Regions from separate parts of the Anser cygnoides genome. Here region 1 is linked to region 2. The links are chromatin contacts, called in public Hi-C maps. All regions are on one chromosome and are shown on one strand. The core of a region is the stretch at or near the end of the contact, and the rest is flanking DNA. Distances in the headings are between cores, read along the strand shown. Region 1 overlaps CERKL (ceramide kinase like). Region 2 has its middle 77 kb from the start of ITPRID2.

Region 1 (5,949 bases), core at 1,670-4,169, 180 kb after region 2:
TATTTACTGTTCAGGGTGTGTGTGTGGGGGGGAAACAGGAACCCAAAACAAAAACAAGCCAAAGCCTTTCACAGTAATTTAATACTACGAATTTTGGGAAGACATGGAATATAGTACACTTGTGATTTAAAACAAAACAACAAAACGCAAACCAAACTCTCTGATTTATCTCAAAATTGTGTCTGTTTACTGACTATAGCAAATGAGTTTCTTCATTACAGAAGAAAAACGATCCATCTTATAATAGATTATTAAAACTTCAGCTGAATTGTTAATACTGAGCCTGATTGCAGAATTCAAATTTTACACATCTGTACTGTTTGTAACAGCACTTCCAATAGTGATTTATAGTGTTCTTCTATTAAAGTTAAGCAGAAATAGAGAAAGTGAAATAATGTTCATTAATTGTGCATACTTACACTGCTTACAATATGCTTTGGATTTTCCAAACAAAATAGTGTATTAAAGACTGCCTCCCCTTGCCCCTCTTGAAAAGCTTTATCAGTAAATATCTAAATCTGCAGAAGTGCCAAGATTCTTGCAGATCTCTAGCTACCCATAAAGGCAAGGACATTTGCATACGGAGCAAATGTCTGTTTTGTTCCCAGATTACCCTCCATCCATCAGGAGCAGTGATACCATATGTTCACAGAAAAAAAGAGGCAGTATCTCTTGCTCAGGTTGCCTTCACTTCGAGGTGCAGTCTCTGTTTTATAGCTTTGTAATTGCAAGCCACCTGAACCTGAAAAAAGCATTCTGTGCAATGTTGCTCTTTCTTGTTCTTCCTTCAGCTTTCATCTTTCTCCAGAAGTCAAACCTCGTGCAGCTTTTTCTTGATGTCTACTCAGTACATTTTTCTCCTTTCCTTCAGGAATAATCAGGACTCACAGTGTGTTGGGAAAAATATCCAAACACAAATCCCACAATACTGTTTACTAAAGTGTATATTGTTCCGAGTTCTGCAATTATAGTAAAAGTAGTTTTTCACACTGTTAGATTTTTGAAGACTGAGTAGGTATTCAAACTGCCTTTCTGCCTTTTCCAGAAAATCAGCAAATTGACAGCAACATTTCCACACTGAGTGTGGCAGAGAGACATTATCATTAATTCAAACAGTGTTGATATACTAACAATATAATTCAGGAAAAAAAATTTCTTCTAATTTAAATTGTGACAAACATTGGCAGGAAGGTCCCGATGGCATACAACAGATCAAGTTCTGCTCTTTCTTCAGTAATTAAAATCTCAAAAGGTGCATTGCATTGATATATCTCTGCTTATCTATAAGCAGAGATATAATCCTGCTATATCCTTATATTTGAGGATATATCCTTACGGACTGAAACACAAAATTAAAAGTCCATCCTTCTAAAATAGTCGAAATTGAATTGTATTTCTTTTTCCTAATGTATCTTGTGAGAAAGTAAGTTTTCATTAACTGCTGAACTATTTACTTGAAGGATTTTTATTGCTTCTAGGATGGAGCAAATTAAAAGCAGGTGATCTACCGAAGTAGAGTGTCTGTATGCTTAGGTACAGCTGTCAGTAAATATGTATTTTCATTTGTCAGAATGGCTAAATATTTCTAAAAGGCGCATCTCTGACAACTGAAAATAAATACAATTTCTATTTGTTTACTTTCTTTTTTTAGATTTTTAAGCATTGATCATTTCTGTGTGTGTGTAACAGGGTAAAAAGCGTGCTGTCTTCCCACTTCTAAAAAATTCTTATTTTCTACATAAAAGTGCTGTTGTCCAGATGCATGCCTGCGAGATATTAAGAGCTTGCTCAATGATACAATGTTCAAGAAAACTTTGATCTGTACATTGTGTATTTGTTAAACTGATGTAAAATGACTGCTGCTACCTCTAGGCATGCACCTTTGGAGCCCAGATTCTGGATTGGCTCCTGGAAAGCCCCAAATGGCAGCTTAGACAGTTGTTCCTAGTCTGGTGTTGTATGTCAGACCTATTGTGCACCTGACTCACAGTGATTTCCATTTATACATTGCATGTTTCTGTGCAGGGCTTATGGGCGTGTGCTGTAGACATACTGTGTAAGTGGAATTCACTGCTTAATTTGGAATCCTCTCTGCATGCAAATGCCCAGGGCTACTTAAAGGGTTAAGACAGCCCTGGAAATGGGAGAAAAAGGACAATTAGCAATGCTTACCTATTTTCTTTTATTTTTTTTTTTGAATTTCTTTTAGCTGTGATGAGTCTTATTCTTGTTAACAGAGTTAATTTGAAAGAGTTTCACTTAAAAGCTCTGTAAGTTAACAGAAGACACTTCTGTTAAGATTAAATGATGAAGTAGCTAAAAATGCATAAAGTGCATTTTATTTTTATGTACCATTCTGTAGTATCTCTCTCGTATTGGGATTTGATACGAATGTCTGAAACTTCATGCATGAAGTTTTAATTAAACCATTAATGTTAAACATTAACTTTGCTAAGTTAATATTAACAGTGGTGTCTCCATAGTTACATTAACAAATGTTTCATATTATTAGTTTTCCTCATGTATAATATTGTTACTGCTGTATAAAGTATTTATAAATGCATGTAATAACAACGTGATTCCAAGCTCTTAACTTTTGTAACATAAACCCATTTTCATAAAACTAAGAACTGAAAGCAGCACAGATGTATGTCTGAGCATAACGTCTCTGCTGCCCTCCGAGCCTTTGTTTTCAGAACACCCTGATTGACCCACCACCCTTCATGGTTCACTGATTCACTTGATAGATCAAGTTTAAACTAGTGCATATTAGCACATTTGTTAGTACTAGAGGAACAGTTGGCCTTCCTGCTTTAGGCTGCAGGTTCATTTCAAATGGAGCAGCTACAGAAAACAATAACAGAATACCAGTTAGGACAGCACCAAAAGGCTGACAGACTGAAATCAGTTGCAGACCAATTCATTCACAGTGTTGTTTAAAGAAAGTTAAAAGATTATTATTATTTAAAAATACTTAAGAACTTTAACTCTATGTGTTTCACACTATATTGTGTGAAAATCTTGTCTTTGATTATGATTGGATTTTCTTTCATTAAACTCAGTTGTTTGTTACACTATCATTGCACTCTGAATGATAATTAATAATTTTTGTCAGAATTATCCATTCATGTCTGTTGGCAATCATTTGGCATGAAACCACATGAGTAGTGTACCATCTATCTACTCAAATGCCACTGGTGAAATGAAAAAGAAATGAGCACAGATTTGGTCTTCCATCAAGAGCCTTTGGAATGCACCTTTGCTTGTGTCCTTTCATGATCGTATTGGTCACTTTTGTATAATGCTTCTTTGCTCTTTTGGCAATACAAGATACTGCTTCATATTCTCAAAATGATTTTTGTAAAAACTTACCAGCAGGCATTTAAAGATTAAACGTTTTCCTCATAGGGTTTTTTCAAGTTAGCTATGGTGGTGCATCAGAGAGAACTCATCAGCATACCATTTATAGGGGAAAAGTGTTGTTGCCTTACTCCTAAACAGTCTGTGTGTCTTATGCTAATATCACTTAAATATGAGAGGGAGGGAAATTCTGTAACTAATAAGATTGGGAAGCTACTGCTTTATCTTTTTCTTTATCATGGATTTTGTATGTCTCAGAGAAACAAAGCAGCCAGTGACTTCAAATTGAAAATCAGTGATGGTTAGCAACAAATTCTTAGTGTTGAAAGTGTTTAACATATTATGTAGTTTGGCATAAATGGGGAACCTATCTCTACTTAAGTGCTGTTTTATTTCATGTGCACAATGTGGCATGTTTCCTGAGGATGTACTTCTTTGTGTAGGTACTAAGGCCTCCTGCTGAAGACATTCAGGATTCATCAGGCATTAACAGTGCATTGGGAGTACACTGTCGCATTAAATTTTCTTTCAGTATCTTTAAGAAATCTTCTAAGATTTACTAGCACAAGTTGGATAAAGTGCTAATTTTCATTTGCAGATTCTTTGATATGTTTAAATGAGTGAAAGAATAATCTATGGGACTTTTATAATCATATTTTGATCTTAAGGAGTACTTTTCCTTTGATGCTAAAACAATGTTTAGTTATAATTTCTCAGAAGATTTGCTCCTGTTCAGTTGTTGAGGTACAGGAAGTGGGGAAACAACTTCAGGAAGTCCCAGCCAACACTTTTAAGGTTCGCGTGGCTGTAAAATTTGAAGTAAGACTCTATATGGGGCAGGAAAAATTTTTCACTCTTGGTTCCTTTTGGAGTTGAGGCCTATTGCTAATTTTCTTCCTGAACGTTGAATGCGGTGTACTTTATCAGACCTAGCTTTCATTTGGCTAAACAAGTGGTAATCTAACCTTAAAACTAAAAGTAAATTGAGAATTTATAAATTAATTAATTGAATATAAAATTGTTCAAATCATATATTTTAAGTAACTAGCAAAACTCAGGTAGTATTTTGCACCACCACTTGCTTTTTGTAATAAATCATCCTCACTCAATAACAGCAACTATAGGAATTCTAGAAATAGGAACTTGAAAAGTAGTGTTTATATAAAAATGTTTACTAATACCCTCCCCCCCCCCCCGCCAAAAAAAAAAAAAAAGGATACAGTGAATTCAAAAAATACTTCCGCAGAAGAAATTTCATTGGCTCAATGTGCAGGACTCAGAGCTGTTTGCATAACAGTATTTCTCAGTGTTGCTTGTTCAGAGTTCAAGTTACTTTGAATACCTAAACGTAGCTTTTAAAAAAATAAAATGAACAATAATTCCTAGATTTCTGAATGTTGATTTGTAATCCCAGAAAACAAAAGTACTGAATTGTGCTGTCAGTTCTGTTGGGTGTTATTGTCATTATGCCTGCTGGCAATGTTTCACTTTAAATTCCAAAAAGAACATGTTTTGATATTTTTTGCCACTTATCTTTTAGTTTCTCAACATTCAACATGCTCCTGTTTCAGGCTTTAACTAGGTTATGACATATACTTTTTTTTTTCTTGGTTCTACGGTATTTTGGTTAATGTGTGATTCATTTTTACTGTTCCTAACTGTACACACAAAAGTAAGCAGTTCTGTAATTTAAAGATACATAGCACATATCCAAGAAGAAATGGATACATTTTTAAACTCTAATTTACATATCCTGTTAAAGTATATTGGTTCTAATATTAAAAATGCAGTTAAGCTGTAGGAATAGCTGGGTTGCGTGCAATATTAAATGTTTTGTGTTTTCTTTTTAGGCTTTCAAAATAGACCAAAATCCTTAAAAGTATTTGTTAATCCAAGCAGCCACAAACAAGAAGCCACTCATGTTTATTATGAAAAAGTTGCACCACTTTTTAAGCTTGCTGACATCAAAACTGACGTCACAGGTAAGTTGCTTCAAAAGCATAGTTTAATCTTGTGTGAAACAAATACTTAAGCATGAAAGACAATTTGAATCTTTATTGACTTTGTCTGCAAGTAATGAATTTATATTTATAATTTATTTAATGTAGTTATAAAATGCAATGTATTTTTTCATCAAAAAATGTTTTAGTAATTCTGTTCTTCATTGAATAGTTTTCTCCCCTATAGCCATCAATACCAATAATGTATCTCATACTTTTAAACCAAACATTGAATAAAAGGAAACAAGCATTTATTGTCTCACAGTCTTGTATATGTTTGCTGAGATTTTTTCCTGCATTCTGACAGACACGTCTTAAAATATTACCTCTCTTCCTAGAAAATTTATTGGTCATGAGATTGGGGCTGATTGGAAGAACATGCTATTTGTAGGTTCTGACTCAGTTTCAGGGATAACCTGAAAGCCTAAGTGATTAATTGGATGGCAAGGGTAGTTCTCACCAGGCAGGCGGGCATGAATCGCTGTCTGGAGAACATGAAGGTACAAGTTCAATGTTGTAGTGATGCTACCTTCTGCTCACTAATAGGTTCTTGATATCAGGTTTGGATTTAAAGCTCAAAATTCTGCCA
Region 2 (6,682 bases), core at 2,818-5,317:
TTAAAATGGGAAGGAGAAAGTGATGGGGATTCAAGCTTAACACAATAGCACATTGGAAGTTGGGGAAGAGAGAATCTGAAGTTCAGACATAAACACCCAAGAGTAAGGGAAGAAAGGAGGGACACAGACAAAACAGAGGTGATGAACTCAGAGGACAATAGAAAAATTAACTAGATTCTCAAGCATGAGACAAACCTAACACTGATGTGGAACGGCGTAAGCTTAGTAAAATTGAAAGTTTAGCTTATGACATTAGAGCTGACATGAAATAGAGAAGCAGTTTCAGCCTTCCTAATGTTCAGTATTTCATTAGTTATTATTACTATCCTCAGGTAAAAGGTTTTGATATACCTGGAAAACAACATGAGAAGAGGTAAATCATAACATACTGAAAATATTATGAATTTGGTCTTCAGATTCTGACTTTTGCTAACATTACATACAGTGTAAGAGTACAGAACTAACAAACACTGCTGTAGCAGAATTAGCAAAAGAAATAATTTTGAAAGCAAAATGAAAATTTTCTTTGCCATCCATTAGGCATAGTAATACAATACTAGCAGGAACTGAGCTGTTATCTGGTTTGCTGTCTGATTTGCTCTCCAGATTACCACCTAAATCAATAGCTCTTACATTGATTTTTCCAGCACACTGTATTCCAGTAAAAAGAACAATGCTCTGAGATGAGTCAGCTATTTGCTACGTCTGCAGGGACTCTGGTGCAATTTTGTTTAGGAAAATAAAAGCAGAAGCCAAAGTACACACACATATATAGTGATAAGAACCTGCCTGTTGCTTGCACCCTAACCTGACACTGTCTCTGCAGACACATAGATTTGTTACAGCTCGCTACAGCAACTACAGGCCCACCTCAAGACAGACCAAACCATTGTAAGGATGGAACCAAAGTATTTGGGGGCAATGTTAGACAAATGAGAGCACTGTGTTTCAGTTTAGGTGACTGCGATGGCAGAGCAGGAAAATACAACCAGGTTTAACTAAGAAGCTGATCTCCATATACTTACTATCACACATAGATCATCACCAGTACTGCATTTTCATATATTTATTTCATATATTTTCATGTATTTGTATATTCCATATAACAAGTACTATAGCCCTGGTACAGTATTGAGAGAGATTCGTCATCCAGAATCTCATTCTTTACTGTATATTGAAGACTACCCTGTGAGTACACTGAGGGAGAAACAGCATATCGGGAAAACATACTCAAAGCTGAGTGAATAGTGTGAAATCATGAAGTCTACTATTCTGAAAATATTGCTGAGTATTGCAAACTGCTATAAAAGTAGACTTCCTTAAATCATTACAGAATTTTTACAAAATTCTGCATTTCACAGTAATGCTTTCACAGCATTGTGTATTTTGGATTGCTATGTTTTCCTACTAATCTCTTAGTCTAAACAAAATAACATTCATGTTTTCATAGCAATGAAGAGGAAGGAATAATGAATTTTCTACTCCAATACTTTTTTTTAAATAAGAAGGATAGTATTTATGACAGTTTAGTATGTTAAATTTGGAGCAATCCAAGCTGCTTACAAGTAGGATTACCAACTTTCAGCTGTCCACCTGTTTGTCTAGCTGTACCGTGCAGTTTAGGGTGTTAAGGTGCACAAGAGAGGCGTTTTGTTCTTTGCTTTCTTCTGTGTACAAGATATTTCAGATCAGTTGTGAACTGTCTTTCCTACTAGAAAACTGTTCCCTGGGAATAAAGTTGATGGAGGAGCAAACTATGCCAGGCAATTCCCCAGACCTCAACAGGGGTAAGACTGAGTAGGCTGCAGTCCTTGAGAGGAGCTATGAGGACCTATATTACAGAGCACTTAATTTACACATTATTTAGTTTAGGCTCATGGAGCAAAATAATACAGCAGTGAGATCAACTGGTGTTATTGCTACTCATGCAAAGCTTCTTCCTTCCATAAGTTATTACAATTGACTATAATAAAATTATTTATAATATCCAATAAACAAACCAGCCCATATTGAAAAACAGATAGCAAGTCTTGTGCAGCACCTGGGTGATGTTTTCACAGTTGCTGAGTGCTGGAGAACTGAAGCTACAGAAAGAGATCTGTAGAACTGGCTGTTACAGTAAGTTACCTAACCACAGGGTTCACTCTACAAATCAGATATTCTATTGTGCTGAGCAGAAGGAATGGAAATAGAGAATAGTCATAACATATCCAGAGACACCTGGCAGGACTGGCTTTGGTCTGCAGTCTGGAAATGGTCCTATACTGAAACGTGCTGGTCTGAAGAGCTGATAAATTGCCATAGATCTCACCTACCTGCAAGCATTCGCAAGTCCAACTCTGTTCAGTCATTGGAGAAAAAAGGCCTAGATAGAGCTGCCTGACTGCAGCTAATACTCTGCTGCTTTTATGTTAGTTCCTTAAAAGCTCATAAGCCCTCTAAACATTTCCTGAGATTTCTCATGACAAGTAAGGCTTCACGCTTCCTGTGTTGATCCTGTGTTCAAGGGAGGTAAGTTCCAACTTCTCAGTGCCCTGCGCTGTGCTACTCATGGGCACACAGGGCCATGGCTCATCCCTGGGTGTCCCCTACACGCGGGAGAGGACGAAGCTGCCGCGTGTAATGGGGGGGGAGTGTGCTGCCAGGGGCAGGGACAGTACCTGGACAGTACCTTTGAGGGCAGGCGGGGTGTACACGCTCTGCTTCCTTTGCTTTGGCGAGACGCTCTGGGACTGGGGATTTAAAAGAGAGAGAGAGACGGTGAGAGACCGAGGCGGAGAGAGCCTTCCATGCTTGGCAACTCAGAGTCTTGCCACGCAACTTTTCCCTCTTGTTATGTGAAAAATGTTTTAAGGAGGGTTGCTACAAATGCAAATTCTTGTTTCATATTTGAAATCACCCTGGGTGCTTGCCAGTGTAAGTGGTACACCCTTTATGGCCACAGTAGGGTGGGACTGAAACAACATCTGAGTACATGCAAGCAGTGATGGGCAATTTGTAATATCCTGCAATGCTCTGCATTGCCCCAAGTTTAGAGGGTGCATACGTCACTCCGAGAAGTTTCTATGAAAATGATACTCTGCAAACCTGATGCCAGTTCCTGGCAACTTTTATAGCTCCCAGGCAAAACAGACCCAATATTACTGAAAATTCACTGCAAAAATATATTGTTAAGCATAAAATTAAGGCAGCCTGTGTTTTTAACAGTCTATGTAGCTGACTCTCATAAGGTAAATAAATAATTTAGATATTAAAATAATGCAAGATTTACTTTAATCAATATTCCAACTAAACAGGGTATAAAGAATGCTTCTGTGTATAGATAAGGTAATACTGAAATTCTTAATACATACATTTTTACATAAGTAAATGGAAGATCCTTCCCTCTGCACTTTTTCAGTGTGTTATATTACTCCCCAAATAATTTCATCAACCACTCTGCCTTTAGCTAGGCCTGCTTTAAGTGGTATCTTTAGACACAGTTAAACTTTTTTGACCCCAAAAATCACACCCACATACGAAAATGAGTTGTTCTAAAATAACAGTAAAATTACATACAGAGTAACACAAGTGTAATTAGAGCAATGTACAGTTAGCAAAAACTGACTGAAATACATTCCAGTGCTATTCAGATCTATCTCTTCAAGGAACATTTGAGACAGCTCTTAAGAAAAACACTTCCACATGAATACAGCCAATCATATTACCTTATCACAGTGGATGGAGTGATAACATTTATAAATAAAAAATTGTCTTCTTTTGAAAAAGCAAGCTATTTATAAACACTGTGGGATAGGTTGTTGATCCTCACCCCAGTGAATCACTGTGAGTCTGTGTTAGAGTCCAAATCTAAAACAATCAATACCTCCTGCTGCTATTTAGAGCTTTGCCAGCTTCTCTGGGCAATCAAGGGAGGAGAAAGTGGTTGAGGAGCTGCAGGAGCTGTGCAAGGGGAGATCAGAAAATGAGAGCGGAGGAGCCAGCTTTCAGCTGTCCTGCAGACAGCACCAATCCTGTGCCAGCCATGGGCTTGGCAAGCAATAGCAAGGGGCGAGTTTGCAGTGGTTTTGCAGCCCCACAGCCAGTGTTGGCTGGGACGAGCTGGCAGGGCCACCTTGGGCCAGGTCAGTTTTGTTTTGAGCGGGCAGGGCGGCGGGGTGGAGGGGAAATGTGCCTTGGCCAGCTCCCTGCTCTAGGGGACCTTCTGTGCTGTTGGAGGTGGGGTGACTGCGCAAAGAAAGACATCAGCTGGGATGGACCAGTAGGCCGCAAAGGGATTTTAACAGTTGGTCTATTTTAACTGTAAATGCATTGTAAGAAAAAATATATATATATTTCACTTACTTCTGCCTGTGAGATGTTTGTTCTCTTCTCATCTTTTTCTAGAAGAGGAAAAGATAGGAAAAGAGAAAAGTTAGTACAAAAGACTTTCTCAGTGCAAAGTATTGCAGCTCTGCCCTGCACCCTACAGCACCATTGTAAATAAGAAATTTCCCTTTTGATTTACAGCTCGTTTGTGTGCCTCAGAAATCCAGAGGCCCCGATTAGCGTTTAGACATGAGTACTGTGTCTAAAGCCCTTCACTCATGTGTTTTGACTGTGAACTGACAAGTGGTGGTGTGTGGTCAGCACCCGGCCCTTTGGCTGGGCTGGCAGCAGGGCTCCATGCTTGAGTGGCTGTGGGGACCCAGGGCTGCTCTGCCCAGGCCCTGCACTCTCCCATTTCTCCAGAAAAGCAGGCTTACCAACGCCTGGTAGGTTGCAGTAATCCTCAACAAGAACTCCACCTCCATTCAGCTGTTAATACACTAGCAATGACACTCAAGAGCACCTAACAGTAACATGCAAAACCAGCAAACCAAAGCGTAACTAAGTCTAGTCTTTCATCTTAAAAAAACACTGGTGTAGTGTTGGAAATGGCTGTGAAATATTTCCTGGTACTGCTTGCTTTTGTTGCCTTAGTTTGCTCTTGAGCATAGGCATGGAAGAAACAGTGAATGCTAGAGATTTCTAATGAAAAAAGCACCTCTGAACATCTAGCTGAACAACTAAATGAAATTGGATGAAGCAGAGGAGCCAAGGATCTTCCTAACCATAGCACTAAATCAGTTTGTGCATCAGATTAAATTATTTTTCTAGTGTTGTCTTGATGTGGTTAATGGTCAAAAAGTGTGTCTTCTGATGATGATTTCCCAAATATTTGACAAAGATCATATGGGATCTTTGATGCACAGTAGTTTGGAGCTCTAAAATTTAAGTGTCTCTTAAAAACAGACATCAATGCCTAATTGTGCCACCATGCCTTACAATTTTTTCCACGTGCAGATACCACTGTGCAGTTTCTACTGAGGTGTAGCAGATCTGAAAGAAGAACTAGGTCTGTGTAACATCACTTCATCCAGCTTAGTCTCTATGTGTCTGCTGCTTGCGGTGTGCTGTGTGTGAGGAGAGCCAGTCCAGGCAGACTGTCTGCATTTCCTGTTGTGCTCTTTACCCTCATGTCCATGCATCTTGCAAATATTAATTGACTTAGTGGGTTTACTCAAAGTATGGATTTACCATTATATTAGAGACATCCAAATGACTTACACTCCAGGATAAAATATGTGGTTCAAAACAGAGCTGATTACTCCAGTGTGGTCCCAAAGATACGGAATTAGACAAGACAATCAGGAGGCCAGTTCCTGCCATTGACATTTGCATGACCTTGGGTAGATGACTAATTTCTTCCTTGACTTCCCTACCTGTAAATAACTATTGCAGTACCTAGTATCCTCTTAAAGCTCTTTGGAGCACGAAGATAGGCTGGCTAAATGAGTGATTATTTAAGTGTTCATAATCTTTCATATTGATAGTATAACAGAGAGACACAGACTTCAATGACTCAACATTAGATTTCTTTTCTTTTCTTTTCTTTTCTTTTCTTTTCTTTTCTTTTCTTTTCTTTTCTTTTCTTTTCTTTTCTTTTCTTTTCTTTTCTTTTCTTTTCTTTTCTTTTCTTTTCTTTTCTTTTCTTTTCTTTTCTTTTCTTTTCTTTTCTTTTCTTTTCTTTTCTTTTCTTTTCTTTTCTTTTCTTTTCTTTTCTTTTCTTTTCTTTTCTTTTCTTTCTTTCTTTTCTTTTCTTTCTTTTCTTTTTTCTTTCCTTTTCTTTCCTTTTCTTTCCTTTTCTTTCCTTTTCTTTCCTTTTCTTTCCTTTTCTTTCCTTTTCTTTCCTTTTCTTTCCTTTTCTTTCCTTTTCTTTCCTTTTCTTTCCTTTTTTTCCTTTTCTTTCCTTTTCTTTCCTTTTCTTTCTTTTCTTTCCTTTTCTTTTCTTTTCTTTTCTTTTCTTTTCTTTTCTTTTCTTTTCTTTTCTTTTTTTCTTTTCTTTTCTTTTTTTCTTTTCTTTTCTTTTCTTTTCTTTTCTTTTCTTTTCTTTTTTTCTTTTCTTTTCTTTTCTTTTCTTTTCTTTTCTTTTCTTTTCTTTCTTTTCTTTTTTTTTAAGCTCAGAATCCTGGGTTTAGTTCAAAGGCTGAAAATTGAATAAATCAGGAACTTAGAGCAAGGAACAATGAAAAGTAAGTCATGTCCCGTTCCTTCTTGAAACTCTAAGCTTGTCCAAATTCAAAGTATTTTTGGTAAACTCAGGCTGAGACTTGCACAAGGAAGGAAAGCTGCTGTCAGCAGCTTTGTCATATTTCAGGTC

Evidence for each region. A called contact is a pair of places that touch in the nucleus more often than the background predicts.
Region 1: a Hi-C map of liver shows a contact between it and region 2, with 1.8 times the contacts expected there. The contact joins two enhancer-like sites. A contact is called at or near these places in 3 of 7 Hi-C or Micro-C datasets (all in liver).

The regions. Positions count from the first base shown.
Region 1 is chr6:16,906,567-16,912,515 of Taihu_goose_T2T_genome, forward strand. It overlaps CERKL (ceramide kinase like), which reads left to right. Exons shown (of 13, transcript XM_066999983.1): 3 at 5,211-5,342. Among named protein-coding and RNA genes, the nearest start is that of CERKL, 31 kb to the left of the region's middle. Within about 2 kb of position 2,920, at least 1 of the 3 cell types and tissues checked has open chromatin away from gene starts, as enhancers often do. A contact at or near this core is called in liver, where this site is marked.
Region 2 is chr6:16,727,629-16,734,310 of Taihu_goose_T2T_genome, forward strand. It overlaps a transcript of ITPRID2 not described here. Among named protein-coding and RNA genes, the nearest start is that of ITPRID2, 77 kb to the right of the region's middle. Within about 2 kb of position 4,068, at least 1 of the 3 cell types and tissues checked has open chromatin away from gene starts, as enhancers often do. A contact at or near this core is called in liver, where this site is marked.